4 separate regions of the Mus musculus genome follow, and all the other regions are linked to region 3. A link is a contact called in public HiChIP or PLAC-seq data. All regions are on one chromosome and are shown on one strand. Each heading gives the region's core, a stretch centred on a gene start, on an enhancer-like site or on the middle of the called end of the contact. The rest is flanking DNA. Distances are from core to core; before and after follow the strand shown. Region 1 overlaps Gm34196 (a long non-coding RNA gene). Region 2 overlaps Gm34196 (a long non-coding RNA gene). Region 3 overlaps Gm41011 (a long non-coding RNA gene). Region 4 overlaps Gm34196 (a long non-coding RNA gene).

Evidence for each region. HiChIP or PLAC-seq counts read pairs in DNA pulled down with a chosen protein or histone mark.
Region 1: an H3K4me3 HiChIP or PLAC-seq map of embryonic forebrain shows a contact between it and region 3, with 3 times the contacts expected there. The contact joins two enhancer-like sites. A contact is called at or near these places in 6 of 115 datasets of contacts at active chromatin or transcription factors (embryonic basal ganglia, embryonic forebrain, embryonic midbrain and 3 more).
Region 2: an H3K4me3 HiChIP or PLAC-seq map of embryonic forebrain shows a contact between it and region 3, with 2.6 times the contacts expected there. The contact joins two enhancer-like sites. A contact is called at or near these places in 3 of 115 datasets of contacts at active chromatin or transcription factors (embryonic forebrain, forebrain and neural tube).
Region 4: a contact with region 3 is called in an H3K4me3 HiChIP or PLAC-seq map of embryonic forebrain, with 5 times the contacts expected there. The contact joins two enhancer-like sites. A contact is called at or near these places in 1 of 39 promoter capture datasets (hippocampal neurons), 9 of 484 Hi-C or Micro-C datasets (cerebellum, cortical neurons, embryonic cerebral cortex and 5 more), 8 of 115 datasets of contacts at active chromatin or transcription factors (differentiating embryonic stem cells, embryonic brain, embryonic fibroblasts and 5 more) and 1 of 9 other capture datasets (embryonic tail).

Annotation. Positions count from the first base shown.
Region 1 is chr13:84,782,181-84,785,119 of GRCm38.p6, reverse strand. All of the region lies in intron 2 of Gm34196 (a long non-coding RNA gene), which reads left to right. Among named protein-coding and RNA genes, the nearest start is that of Gm34246, 110 kb to the right of the region's middle. RefSeq lists an enhancer at 1-2,939. Within about 2 kb of position 1,364, at least 32 of the 459 cell types and tissues checked have an H3K27ac peak or open chromatin away from gene starts, as enhancers often do. A contact at or near this core is called in embryonic basal ganglia and embryonic forebrain, where this site is marked.
Region 2 is chr13:84,802,989-84,805,955 of GRCm38.p6, reverse strand. The region is part of intron 2 of Gm34196 (a long non-coding RNA gene); the gene reads left to right. Among named protein-coding and RNA genes, the nearest start is that of Gm34196, 100 kb to the left of the region's middle. Within about 2 kb of position 1,530, at least 33 of the 459 cell types and tissues checked have an H3K27ac peak or open chromatin away from gene starts, as enhancers often do. A contact at or near this core is called in embryonic forebrain and forebrain, where this site is marked.
Region 3 is chr13:84,346,954-84,350,002 of GRCm38.p6, reverse strand. Gm41011 (a long non-coding RNA gene) reads right to left here. Exons shown (of 2, transcript XR_873707.3): 1 at 1,104-3,049. Among named protein-coding and RNA genes, the nearest start is that of Gm41011, 4.6 kb to the right of the region's middle. Within about 2 kb of position 1,767, at least 244 of the 459 cell types and tissues checked have an H3K27ac peak or open chromatin away from gene starts, as enhancers often do. A contact at or near this core is called in embryonic basal ganglia, embryonic brain, embryonic cerebral cortex and 2 more, where this site is marked.
Region 4 is chr13:84,638,098-84,641,030 of GRCm38.p6, reverse strand. All of the region lies in intron 2 of Gm34196 (a long non-coding RNA gene), which reads left to right. Among named protein-coding and RNA genes, the nearest start is that of Gm34246, 36 kb to the left of the region's middle. Within about 2 kb of position 1,595, at least 20 of the 459 cell types and tissues checked have an H3K27ac peak or open chromatin away from gene starts, as enhancers often do. A contact at or near this core is called in embryonic brain, embryonic cerebral cortex and embryonic forebrain, where this site is marked.

The DNA of each region.
Region 1 (2,939 bases), core at 115-2,614, 440 kb before region 3:
AGCAATGACAGGGAAACCCACAGGTGGGACTTCATCTATTTGTTCTCTCCTTGAAGAAGGTAGAACAGAGTAATAGTAGTTGGAAGCTCTCCCAAAGACAGCAAATGCTCCTGGAGTTGAAGCTTTACTTCAAAGACTAGAGGCAAAAAGACTAGATGATTAGAAAAGAAAGGGAAGCCATTTAAGATTAGAAGCAGGCTTGGCTTCTCGTTAAAGCAAATGAGCGGGACCAGCCTAGACTGGCTGAATTCCAAGCCAGGTAAGCCATCTAGACATTAAACCTAAGCTTTTCACTTATAAGAGAGGGCTTCCCCCGTGTCTCCAGTGTCTGCTGTCCTTGTAGCCCAAGGCTCTCTAGTATAAATGAAGCTTTCATATCCTAGGGAAATCTGAAGGGAGTTCCACTTAGGCGGAAGCCCAAAGGACTGAAATTATTAAGGCATGAGCGGAAAAGGACATCAGCCTATTTTGGCAAAAGCAGTGGACATTAGGGGAAAGGTGGATCCTTAATCAGCTGGGGGCAAATTTTGTTTTTATTTAAATGATTCAGAGAATTAATTGTTAGGCTGCAGTATCTTCTTGGGTGAGAGTACAGCAGGAGCTTCTCAGACGTCAATTTTATTCATAAGAAGCAATAATAGGAGGCAATTTGTTTTTTCAGGCCTCTTACACTTTCAGACAACAGCTCTTCACAGTACAAGTAATAAAAAGCACATTAAAACAAATAAGAAATGAGAGCTGAGAAAATAATAAGTCTTTTTCTCCCTATGATCAAAATTAAAACTCTAGCTTGGCATTAGATTTTTATAGGCTGTATTCTTTTTCCAGGATATTTGAAATTCTACCCTCCCCCAACTATTTACCTTTGTAGCCAAGTGACATTTTCTCCCACTCATTCCATATGTTTATTATGAGGGTATCCTTTGAATTGCTGGGGTACAATTCTTCTTCTTCAGCCACTGAAGATGGCAGACACCAGTATTAATTGTCAGTATTTTCAAGTGAAATCTAGACCATGGTTCATATAAGACAATGGAAGCAATTGCATTTTTGTTTCTTACAAACAATGGCATTTCTGTGATTTCTTACTTTCCTGGAGTTGAGTATTTTTTTAGAGTGTAATGATAAAATATTGTGATAGATGGCAGTTCTCTTCTCCTAACTGTACTAAAAGCAAAACACTTATTCCTAAGGAATAGTTGTGGCTTATACAAATACAATTCTTTTTTTTTTTCTTCTTCTTCTTCTTTTCAATATAGAGTAAGCTGCTCTCCATTTAAAGGATCAGCCCGTGTACAATCACAGTCCCTGGTAGTCTGCCAAACACAATAGGGCATTAATTAACATGTGCCTGGGGATTCATCAACATGCACAGTGGTAGCACGCAATTGGAGCCTTTTCCCCTCCCCTTTTCCACTCTAAGCTGACAGCATTCATGAAAGATCTACTCTCGTATGTAAATCAGTTCTTGCTAAACTCCTTGTAATGGAGTCCCTTTATTTTTCAAAGCTGTTGTCAGACCTACTCCCATATCTTAGAAAGACACTCACTCTGTCTCTTTCTCTTGTTTAAAAATCTGACTACAGTGGGCAAAAATAACATATTTGTTTACTTGTCATGCAGACTGCACTGTAAATAAATCATCTGATAAATTACTTCCCCAATATGAGCGGAATGAGATTCATTTCCCTTAATGTTGCACCAATGAGAAGGGCAGAATTACTTTCCCTGTTCACCCAGGGTGACTATGTGCTGGCCTGCTAACTTGTTTGAGTGCTGAGAAAAATACTGTGCAGCCAGCTTTTGCCACCTGGTACAAGCAGGTGAAAAACAAAATAAGAGAAGTGAATTGGATTTCAGTTAGTTCTCAGATGGTCTTTGTGCCTCTGGCTTTGCTAAACCCTGCTGACTGCACCACTTTCAGCACCTTCTGCATATTCTTTGTTGTAGGTTCACTTTAGACCTGGGTGGACCAGATTTGGACAATAGAAAACCTGTCTTCTTGAAATAAAGGATAAAATGAAAGAAACAGAAAATAGTGTCCATATCTTTATTTTAAAAGTAGAATATATGTTTCAGTTTCATCTGCATTCTAGATACCAACATTTATGGCCACTTTTTAAATGTAAAATAATACATTGAAAGTGCTAAGCGAAGTACTGAAGTAAATGCCTAATAGACGATATGCGAGTTCATTCTAAGAAGTAGAGTTAGAGAGATTATCATTATTATTTATTGTCTTTTACAACTCATAAATCACAAGCGTTATAAGAAGCAAAATGCAATTTTTATGTTTTAATCATTCAAGAGAAATATCAATAAAATGGTTAGCTTGGGCAAGCGGAGAGGATGTGGAATTTGATGGCTCCGTCCGATCCTCCCAGCTATTCCATAAGCATGCACTTTTCATGCTGTTACTTAAAGAAGAACAGTTTAGAGATCCAGATACCATTTCTTCCCTTCCATTGTGTGACCTTGAGGAAATTATTCAACTGCAAAAAGACTCAGTTTCTGTTTTGTAAAATGAGAGTTGACTGTAGAAAGACAAAATAAGATGACTGATAAGTGTGGAAAACATTGACAACATGCTACCTGCAGAAGTGATGGAATGGTAGACAAACAATGTGCTCCAGACCTCCTTTCTCCTATGCTACAGACAGAGAAAGTGCTCTTTGGTCGAGTTCAGGGGAAAGACGACCTCCTTTTCACTTTGTCCAACTCACTGATGCACTGAGAAGCTGGGGCACAAACTCTCTGTTGAGCCCCCAGGGCTGTTGCTTTCCTGCAATGTTTGCTCATGAGCAGTGAGCCTAAGCTGCATACTTCCAACTGGCTTCGTTAGAAAGGGCCCAAATGATGACTGTTAATGAATACAGATTTCAAAATTTAAAATTTAAATGTTAGCTGAAAAATATCTCCCCATAAATATACATTTTTTT
Region 2 (2,967 bases), core at 281-2,780, 460 kb before region 3:
CTAAAACTGACTCTGAGTGAAAATTTAGAGCACATGGCCAGCATGTTTTGTGTTTCCTTTCTTCCAGGGGGAAATGACACTATAGATTCCCAGGGATGCTGAAACCACATGCAAAAAAGGATGGACAAATTTGTCATTCAGAATTTATGAAGGATATTTTTTCTTCTCACTGACTAAAAAGAACAAATCAAACACTAGGTTTCCAATTCTGAAAATTAGTAGACTCTGGAGAGCCAATTAAATATTATTCCCCTATCTCGACTCTGTTTTAACATCCTTCTTTATTGCATACTGTTTCTTTCACTCACAAGGCAGGTAGATGGTGTTATCAGGCTAATTTAGGGACAGTTATCATTATAATGTAATTTTTTGCAATTATGTGGTAGACCAGGTGGCAAGACAGCATGGTTTTACATTGCCAAGGTGCAAAACAAATTCAGTGTTCAATCAACCTGAGAGAGAAAGGACAATTCTCATTTGCATAAACATGTAGCCACGGAAACGAGATGCACAGAGGTATAAGGGGAAAGAGACCTATTTTACATGATGTGCATAGAATATTTGACAGTTTAGATTGGAGGCGTCATTGATGTGGGTTGGAATGGTACGGTTGGTTGCCATGGATATGGTTTTCCCTACTGGCAGTGCAGAGATTGGCAGGGATGGATGCTGAAAAAAAAAAAAAAAAGAAAGAAAGAAAGAAAAAAAAAGCCTAAACCACTGCATACTCTGGCAGCCTCATTCTTTTCTTTTGTTGAAAAGCTATGTATCGTTTCTGCACTAATGACAGCTCATCAAGTATGCAGTGTAATCTAGAAACACTGATATTTCTGTAATAAATCATTCATGTATAATATATATGCATTTATACATTCTATGCACATATATATGTTGCAATCCACATGTATATATTTGGAATAACATGTATGCAGATTAATAAAAGATTAGATTCAGGAAAAATATTTACTCTTTTATATTTAATATTAATTTAGTAACTCCTTAGATATGAGGATTTCTTAAATAAGATAAGCAATATATAAATGAATTGAATTATTTTTTATTTTGCTTCAGGAAAGAGGATTGCACAGTTTGCTTTTGTGGATGTGGCAAACAATGAAAGGAAAAAGGAGTGGCTTGTCCCTGCAGCCCAGGCTCTGGTTATTTGACCCTTCTAGTCATTGTATTGCTGCGCTATAACTAGGAAAATAGTGTTCATCCATGAGAAAACAGGGCCATTTTTATTTCCTTTGTAGGACTTAGCACAACATTTACCAAAATATAAAGCCAAATAGACTATTTATGCTGTATTTCAGAACAGCTGAAAGTACTTAGATTTCTTTTTGTAAAAGCTCACTCATTCATTATCCTGCTTTCATACACTTACTGGGAACCCTGCCTTTATTAAAGATTGTAGGGACGTCTTTTGTCTTTAAGAATTCATTCACTAACATATTATGGGAGAAGGGTCTGAAGGCACTTTGGCTGCCCAGTCCTGCAGGGTAAGAACTGAGGACCTTTGTGTGTGCTAATGGGCAGCTTTACATACAGCCGTACTCAGGAGACTTGAATTCTGGTACATGAGTTCTTCTGACCTTGTGGATTTCCCCCTCAGCATCATCCAGCTTTTGAAGGAATATTGAGAGGCCTAGCACTGTTGTATATTGTCTGCCTGTGAAATAACTGGAAGCTGAGGAGAGAGTAGCAAGCAGCAAACAGAGCGTCCCTTCTGAAGCATGTCTTCTGTGTGTAATGATTATCTTTGATGTTCATAGAGCCAAAGTATGATAATTATAAACAGCTAATGTCTATTTGTGCATATTTAGGAAAATATGTAGCTAAAAGAACAGCTAAGACAGAATCCCTTCACTCTTCAAGGAAGATCTTTTAAACCAAAGGAAGAAAGTCACATTCTAAGTAAGGTGACGACAAATTCCAAGCTAGACTACTTATAGTGTGACACTTTGTACTAACAGGAAGCATAAAGTAGAGCTAATAAATTTTGCATCAATATATAACTTTATTCTATATTTTTGTTGAACCTTTAATTTTTATTGCTAAAGCTATGAAAATCATATTACATATGTTTATTCTTCTTTTTAATGTAAGATGTACTAGAGGGCCAACTCCTGCTAACAATCCATGCTCCTACAACCCAAAGGTCCATGGGTACTTTCAGATCTTCCTTACCACTCTATCTGAGTCATCAGCTTAATTTCTATGATGATCTAATCAGTGACTCCAATCTTCAGAAGACCAGCTACAGGGCCACTGAGTTTATTTACACAGGTCTCTGGGTAAAGTAATTTCCATTTCTGGTTTATTACCCAGGATCACTTGTCTGTTTCCAATTAACGCATTGTGGGCATCAATTAATAGTATTGAGAACAAATAAAGGAGAATAAAAAGCTGCTTTAATGCTTCATTATCTATTAAAATTTTAAAGATAAAATAAGAACTTTACATTTACCTGGATATGTGAATTTATTATCTAAGGCCAACCTGTAAGCAATGAGATTAAGACTGAGTTCAGAAGAGTTTAATGAGTACAGATCTTAATGCAGAAGTCAAGAAATGTGCAAGGTCAACGCAGCTTCACCACACTATCTCAGGCCCCTGACCCCACAGAAGCATTGTTTGTGTTTAGACTTTATTGTGATTTGGAACTTTATTTAACATACTCTATTTTTTTTTTGAGACAGGGTGTCTCTATGTTGAGCAAGTTGTTTTCAGACTTCTGATGTTCCTGCTTGCCCCTGCTTCCTAAGTACTGGAACTGCATATGTGAGCCCACGATGCCATACCCCTGTATTATTTTCTAGTTTTATTTTCCATATTTCTGTTTTTCATATGTGTCCTAACCCTTGTATTGAAGAAAAGTTAAGCTGATGCATGTTTGCCATTGACTACCCCCCTTGAGACAGTTGTAGGACTTGAGCATGCTCCTTTGTCCGATATTAGATACTGAGG
Region 3 (3,049 bases), core at 518-3,017:
AGACTATAAAAGCTTCTCATGGGCTACACTTTTCTTTCCCCCATTCAGGAAAATTGTCTTCTGAGTATTCTGATTCCTTCTGCTTATCATATTCAAGATTTTAAATTTAGCATCAGCGCCAGCTTTTCCATAAAGCCTTCCCATGAGTATGTTTCCTCATATTCTAGCTCTTTAAAAGGAATAAGCATTACTCAGAGCTCGAATCTTTATGACTAAAACATGTCCTCTCCTTCCTCCAGTTTCCACACCCATTCCCTGACACGATTTTATGCCTCCTATCATGCAACTTCTGTGTTTTTGTAGTCTGTTACAGTGTTATGTTAATAGACATTAACATTGCATTAATATCACATTCTCTTGTGATTTGCTTTTTCATCCAACACTGCCTTCAAGATCGTCCATTCACTCTTAATTGCTGCCCTGTTTCACTATAGGAATGTACCAACTCGCCGCCGGTTCACTGCAGTCTAAGAGCTCTCTGAACTGTTTCCTGTTGGGCTGGGAAGCACCACCTACATATTTCCCTCCAGCTAGAGCAGGAGCAGCTCAAGGGCAGAAACCGTTCTGAGCTGCTTGCTGTTTCTTTTCCTAATTTCCGTGGCACCTGGGAACTGCCAGCCACGTGAAGCGCTTTGCCTGGAAGATATTGCTCTGTTCTCGGCACACAAAACGCCCTCGATTCAAAAAAAAAAAAAAAAAAAAAAGTGTTCGGTAAATAATCTTAGCAAAGTGCGTGTTTAAATTTGCTAAGCCCTCACTTGTCCACCGAGTAAGATTTAAGGGGAACCTGCTGCAATTTCCTCTAGAAAGTCCTGAAGGTATTTCAGGGCAGAAGTAGATCTATAAAACAAGGTCACGCCACAGTTCCGGTTCCTCCTAAGAGGATCTCCAAGCACTCTAAAAGCGCGGTTTTCGCGACGGTATTTTCCCCAACTTTTAAAGGAATCCAGGTCAGTTCAGTGCGTTATTCAAAACTTGAAAATGTTTAGGGCGGCTTGGAAGAGCCTTGGTCACAGTCTGCGTATGCATAATACTAGCAAATTCGCCTTCTCACAGAATTATTTTTCCTTTCCGTAGGTCCCAGGTCATGTTTCCGTACCTACCATTTAACTTCCCACCTCAAGCAGGTCCAGCGCCACTGGTCGTACTGCTAGCCGCACTTCCCAACCTTCCTGCTCCTAAGAAGATATAACACCCTTTGATCTCCTCTCCAGTGCTTTGTGGCTTAAGGAACCTTGATGTGCAAGACAAATATGCTCTGTAACTGTGCGCACGCGGAACCATCTATCATCACCCTGCCTTTAAACATGACCGGTACTTTGTGTGTTTCAGAGAAATTAATCTGCTGTTTAGTGGAAGAAAACCAAGGCAAAACCATCTTCCTGCATGCACCGTCTTCTTGCAGACTCAACAGCATTTTCAGTGTCTCGGGCTCCCGCTCCGTAAACCACAAACTTGACCTTCGAGCGGATTTCAAAAGCAGAGGTTTCCTCCCTCTCCCTCTCTGGCTCCTATGGAGCGCCTGGGCATACTTGTGGGTAGCAGCTGCATGTACCAGAGCTGGGAACTATACGTCGAGGAGACTTGGAGATACTAGTGGGCGGCAGGGTGGGGGCTGGGGAGCGAGGCAAAGATGGGCGGGAGGAGAGGGAGAGAGGATGGGGTGGAGGGGGAGGATAGATCTGTCTGCATATGCATGAAGCACCCAGCACTGCCCTCTTCCCAAGCAGCTGCTGTGTGGGAGGCGGAGGAGGAAGGGGGAAGGGAAGGACTAAGATGGGCGGGGCGGCAGAAACTGCCTTTAAACTGGACCTCGGTTTGGAGGGCGAAAGAGGTGATTTGCATGGCGTCCGGTGATTGGCTGAGGTCCGAGGGCTGGGTCTGAGAGGCGGCCTCTGAATGGTTTAAGGAGAAAATCTCTGAATTCTGATTTCTAAAGTCGGGACCGCCGGGTAGATGCAGTATGCAATCAGGACGCAAGGAGGCGCGATGTCCTATCTTTGTTCTGCTTAAAAGGTCTTTTTCCGTCCTCCTTCAGCCGTCCCCGCCCCCACCCCCACGCGCAGACTCACGCAGAAAGTGCAGAGAAACCCTGTGATCCAGTCAACTGGCACTGCCCCGTCTATTAAGAAAGATGAACGCTCCTTTCTCTTCCATCTCCTTCATGGGAGACCACTTTTCATTTCAGATTATCACATCAATAAATATTCTTCGAGGAACAAAAAAGGCACTTTGCCAAAAGATAAAAGAATATATGTGAAATGTGTGGACTGTAGAGAAAGGCACTACACGAAGGCAAAAGAATAGAAGCACATATGTAAATAACGCACATAATCACATCAAGAACACAAAACACAAGGGCAGATACAGACAGGGCACCCGGAGAGAACGTGGGCTGCTCCCAAGGTCCTCAGAGTCTGCATGCTTCCCACACGCAGAGGCACACACCCGCTGATGAGCCAATGATCTTCCCCAACACACAAGCACACACACATAACACACACCTCAGAAAAGGCATTCACGCGAATTCACACGCAGTGAAAATTTTGCAGAGGAAATACTAGAGCAGAATTAAATGGTTTATCCCCTCCCCCTCCAAAATATACTCAAGCAAAATGATTCTACTTGCATATTACTAATACACGCAGGGCACTGAAAGGAGGAAAATGGCTCCAGTTGGGGCACACAGTGGAGAATACGTGTGTACAATGCATACACAGACACACGCGCGCGCGAGCATCTGTGGGCGGGACACACCCACAGCCTGTGTCCTCTGCCCATGGGCACAGGCAGAGGACAGATTCCATCAGCAGCGCTCAGTACAATTGTCGGAAGAAGAAACCCACCCTATTCGGCAACTATGAAACATGTCAGAGTGCCAAGGGTTTCTAAGACCCAGATCAATACATTCTTGTTACAAAAGTGGTCAAAAAAATAATTGATGCATCTTAGATAATTGAGTGCTGTAGCATATTCGCTCAAACAATACTTCGAAATGACTTCAGCCTGAAGATAGCTTTCTAAACTGAAAAAAAAAAAAAAATCCCTA
Region 4 (2,933 bases), core at 346-2,845, 290 kb before region 3:
CTGAAGTGAATTCTGACTGCCACCAGGAGTCCCAGATTGTAAAGCTGAGAATCAAAAGCAAATCATCCCCAAATTACAGCCTCAAAAACCCTGCAACAAAATCCTAGGTCAATAACAGTTGGGAACATAATCTCAAGTAAGACAATTCTAAACTTGAGAACTTAGAAAATAAAATATTAGTAGTAAGCAATAATGATTATTATATAGAGATGAAACTCAGATTTGAAAAGGCTGTGTGGCTAGAGGCAGCAAACATCCCAAATCTGTTCAAAAGTCCTTAAATTTTCTTTCCATAAAAAATGGGACTTTTTTGCCATTTACACTCTTTTTATGTCTCCCATCTATTAGTTCACAATTAGGAACAGTTTTGAAAACTAACTTGAAATGATCTTAACTTAGGATGGTTGGGCCTGACTGATTTGCTGGTGTGTGTGATGACATCAAGTTTGTGGAGCTTATGAAAAATGAACTTCCTTTGGAGTGTGGGTCACACTTCACCTGATCTTCGACCACCATGAATCAAGTTTTTTTTGATTCTATCATCATTTTGCAGCCTGAGTATTCGTGAAGCCTAAACTTGCACCAATGCTTTCAGGACCAACATTAAGAAGGAAGAATTATTACCAGAGTCTCTTCAGGGACTACTACATAAAAGGAGCAAGAGAAAGGTCCCATTCTTTAGCACTCAGCATTGCGATGAAGGTGACATTGGCAGACTGTATGTGGCAGACCAATAATTGGGATAGCCATTAGGATCATTTAGATTGCATAAGAACTGTGGTTTAATAAAGAAAAACATCACCATTATACAACAGGAAATATTTCTTTTGAGCATCCTTCCAGTGTATTTTGCAAAATTCTTCCTTCTATAATCCAGCTATTATACTTAAAAGACTGCTTATTGGACTTAAAAGTTTTTTTTCAACATTTGGGATTGAAGAAATTGTAAAGTAACAAATGTAATATCATTCTGTTGGATTAAATAATCCAATCCAATAATCTTTGTAATCTGGAAAAGATCCCAATTGTTAACCTAATATTCACCCCATTCTTCTGCACAGTGTCCACTGAAGAGTGTCCTAGACACCATTGTAGATGAAACATTCATCCTGACAATGCCCAAATATGCCTAAAATTGCAGATGATGGTTCTGAGCTTTTCCGCCTGCTTATCTGTCTGCCTTCCATGTGACCCTAAATTAGGCATCAGAAGGTATAGTGTGTAATACAGATTCCAGGCACAATATACCTTCTCGCAATTAGTTGAAAGTGCTGTTTTGTAATTAAAGGGTGAAGTGGGGCATGATGAACATATGGAAAAGGAGACCCTTAATAAGTGATGGAGCCTTCAAAAGAAATTGCTAATTAGTATGCATTTGATGTGCACTATACCAATTTTAAGACTTTGCCTTGAATAAATTGCTATGTTGGGTGTTCGAAGGAGTGGTGAGATTAGCATTTACAAAGGGGGCAATTTTCTGTCTTCTTGACTCTGTTAAATGGAGGAAATAACTTCCAAGACTGGAGCAGTAGTTAGCCCATCAATCATTCTCACAGCTGGAAACTGGGGATCCCAAATGCAGAGATCAGTTAATCCGTCAGCTAATAAGTTCATAGTGGCACCATATGGCGTGGGGCCACTCCACACTGGGAGAAGGACAGAACTGTTTACACAGGCATGCTGCTTTCTCAGGTAGCTCCCTGCTGACAGAAACCTTTGTTCTGAAGGATCAATTTACTTTGCACAGTAAATTGACTGAATTGATCAGTTCAGAGCATATAATTGTTGGCTAATCCTGTGGAATCATGTCCCATCCATGTGAGTAGGACAAAGGGGTGCTGCCCATGGCTTGGTCTCGGGCTCCATCCTGGGGCTATTCTCATCAGACAGACTGGACACTGATTAAAGGACCAGCAGAGAGTAGAGATGTAGTGAGCATTGACTTCAAAGAGACGAGAAACTGTGCAACGTCTAGAAGGCCGTCTCTACTCAACTGATATCATGACATAACAAAGTAAAAACAGTCCGTCTAAACAATTTAGAACCAGCTATTTTCAAAACTCTGAAATGAAAAGTTACTGCTTGTCTCCAGAGCTAAGTTTCACTACTCATGTTCACTCCCAAAGTTACCTTTCGTTTTGGCAATGAAAGGAACTGAAAGAGAAAAAGAAGCTTAAGGTACATGTCCAGGAAAGCATGGACACTGGAAATGAAGTGAGAGATGCATTTCTTAGACATCGTGCTCCAGTGGAGGAGGCATCCACTGTTGTTCCTGTGCATAGGGTATGGGAAAATTCATCAGAGCCTTTCAGAGCGAATGGGAGCAAAATCTTCCCATTCCTAGCACACTGGTGTGAATCCTGGTGCTTTGTTCCATAGGCGTGTTTGATCTGACTTTGTTTTTTCCTTCTCACATACAAAATAAAAGAAGAATAAATAAGATGAAAAAAAATCCACCAATAGAGATAAATGTTGGACATAGTTCCCTTCAACTAAAGTTTTTCTTCAAAAGCTAGTGTCAATAGAATCATTTCACATCAATGGTTTGAAAAGAGACTTGTGTTCAATAGGAACTGAGGCCATTTGGTGTCCCTGAGCAGACATTTGCTTATTAAATGTCTGAGCACTAATGAACTTTATAGACCTGCCCTGAGAATTTCTACCAATTAGAGGGCTTTTGATTTTTTTTTTACCTATTTTATGGAGAATAAATGTCTGAGATTTGCTTCATATGGAAAAATAGCAGCAAATTTGACAGCATGTGGACTCTTAGAAGTTATTTTAATCTTGCTCATTATGTAAACCAACACATGCTTGGTGATGTTCTAACCACCAGAGAGAGGGATATGCTCTATGATAGATAATTCCAAATGATCTAATATTATTTATCTCAAAGTACTCTGAGTGTATTTCCCCAAATTTCTATGGAACTG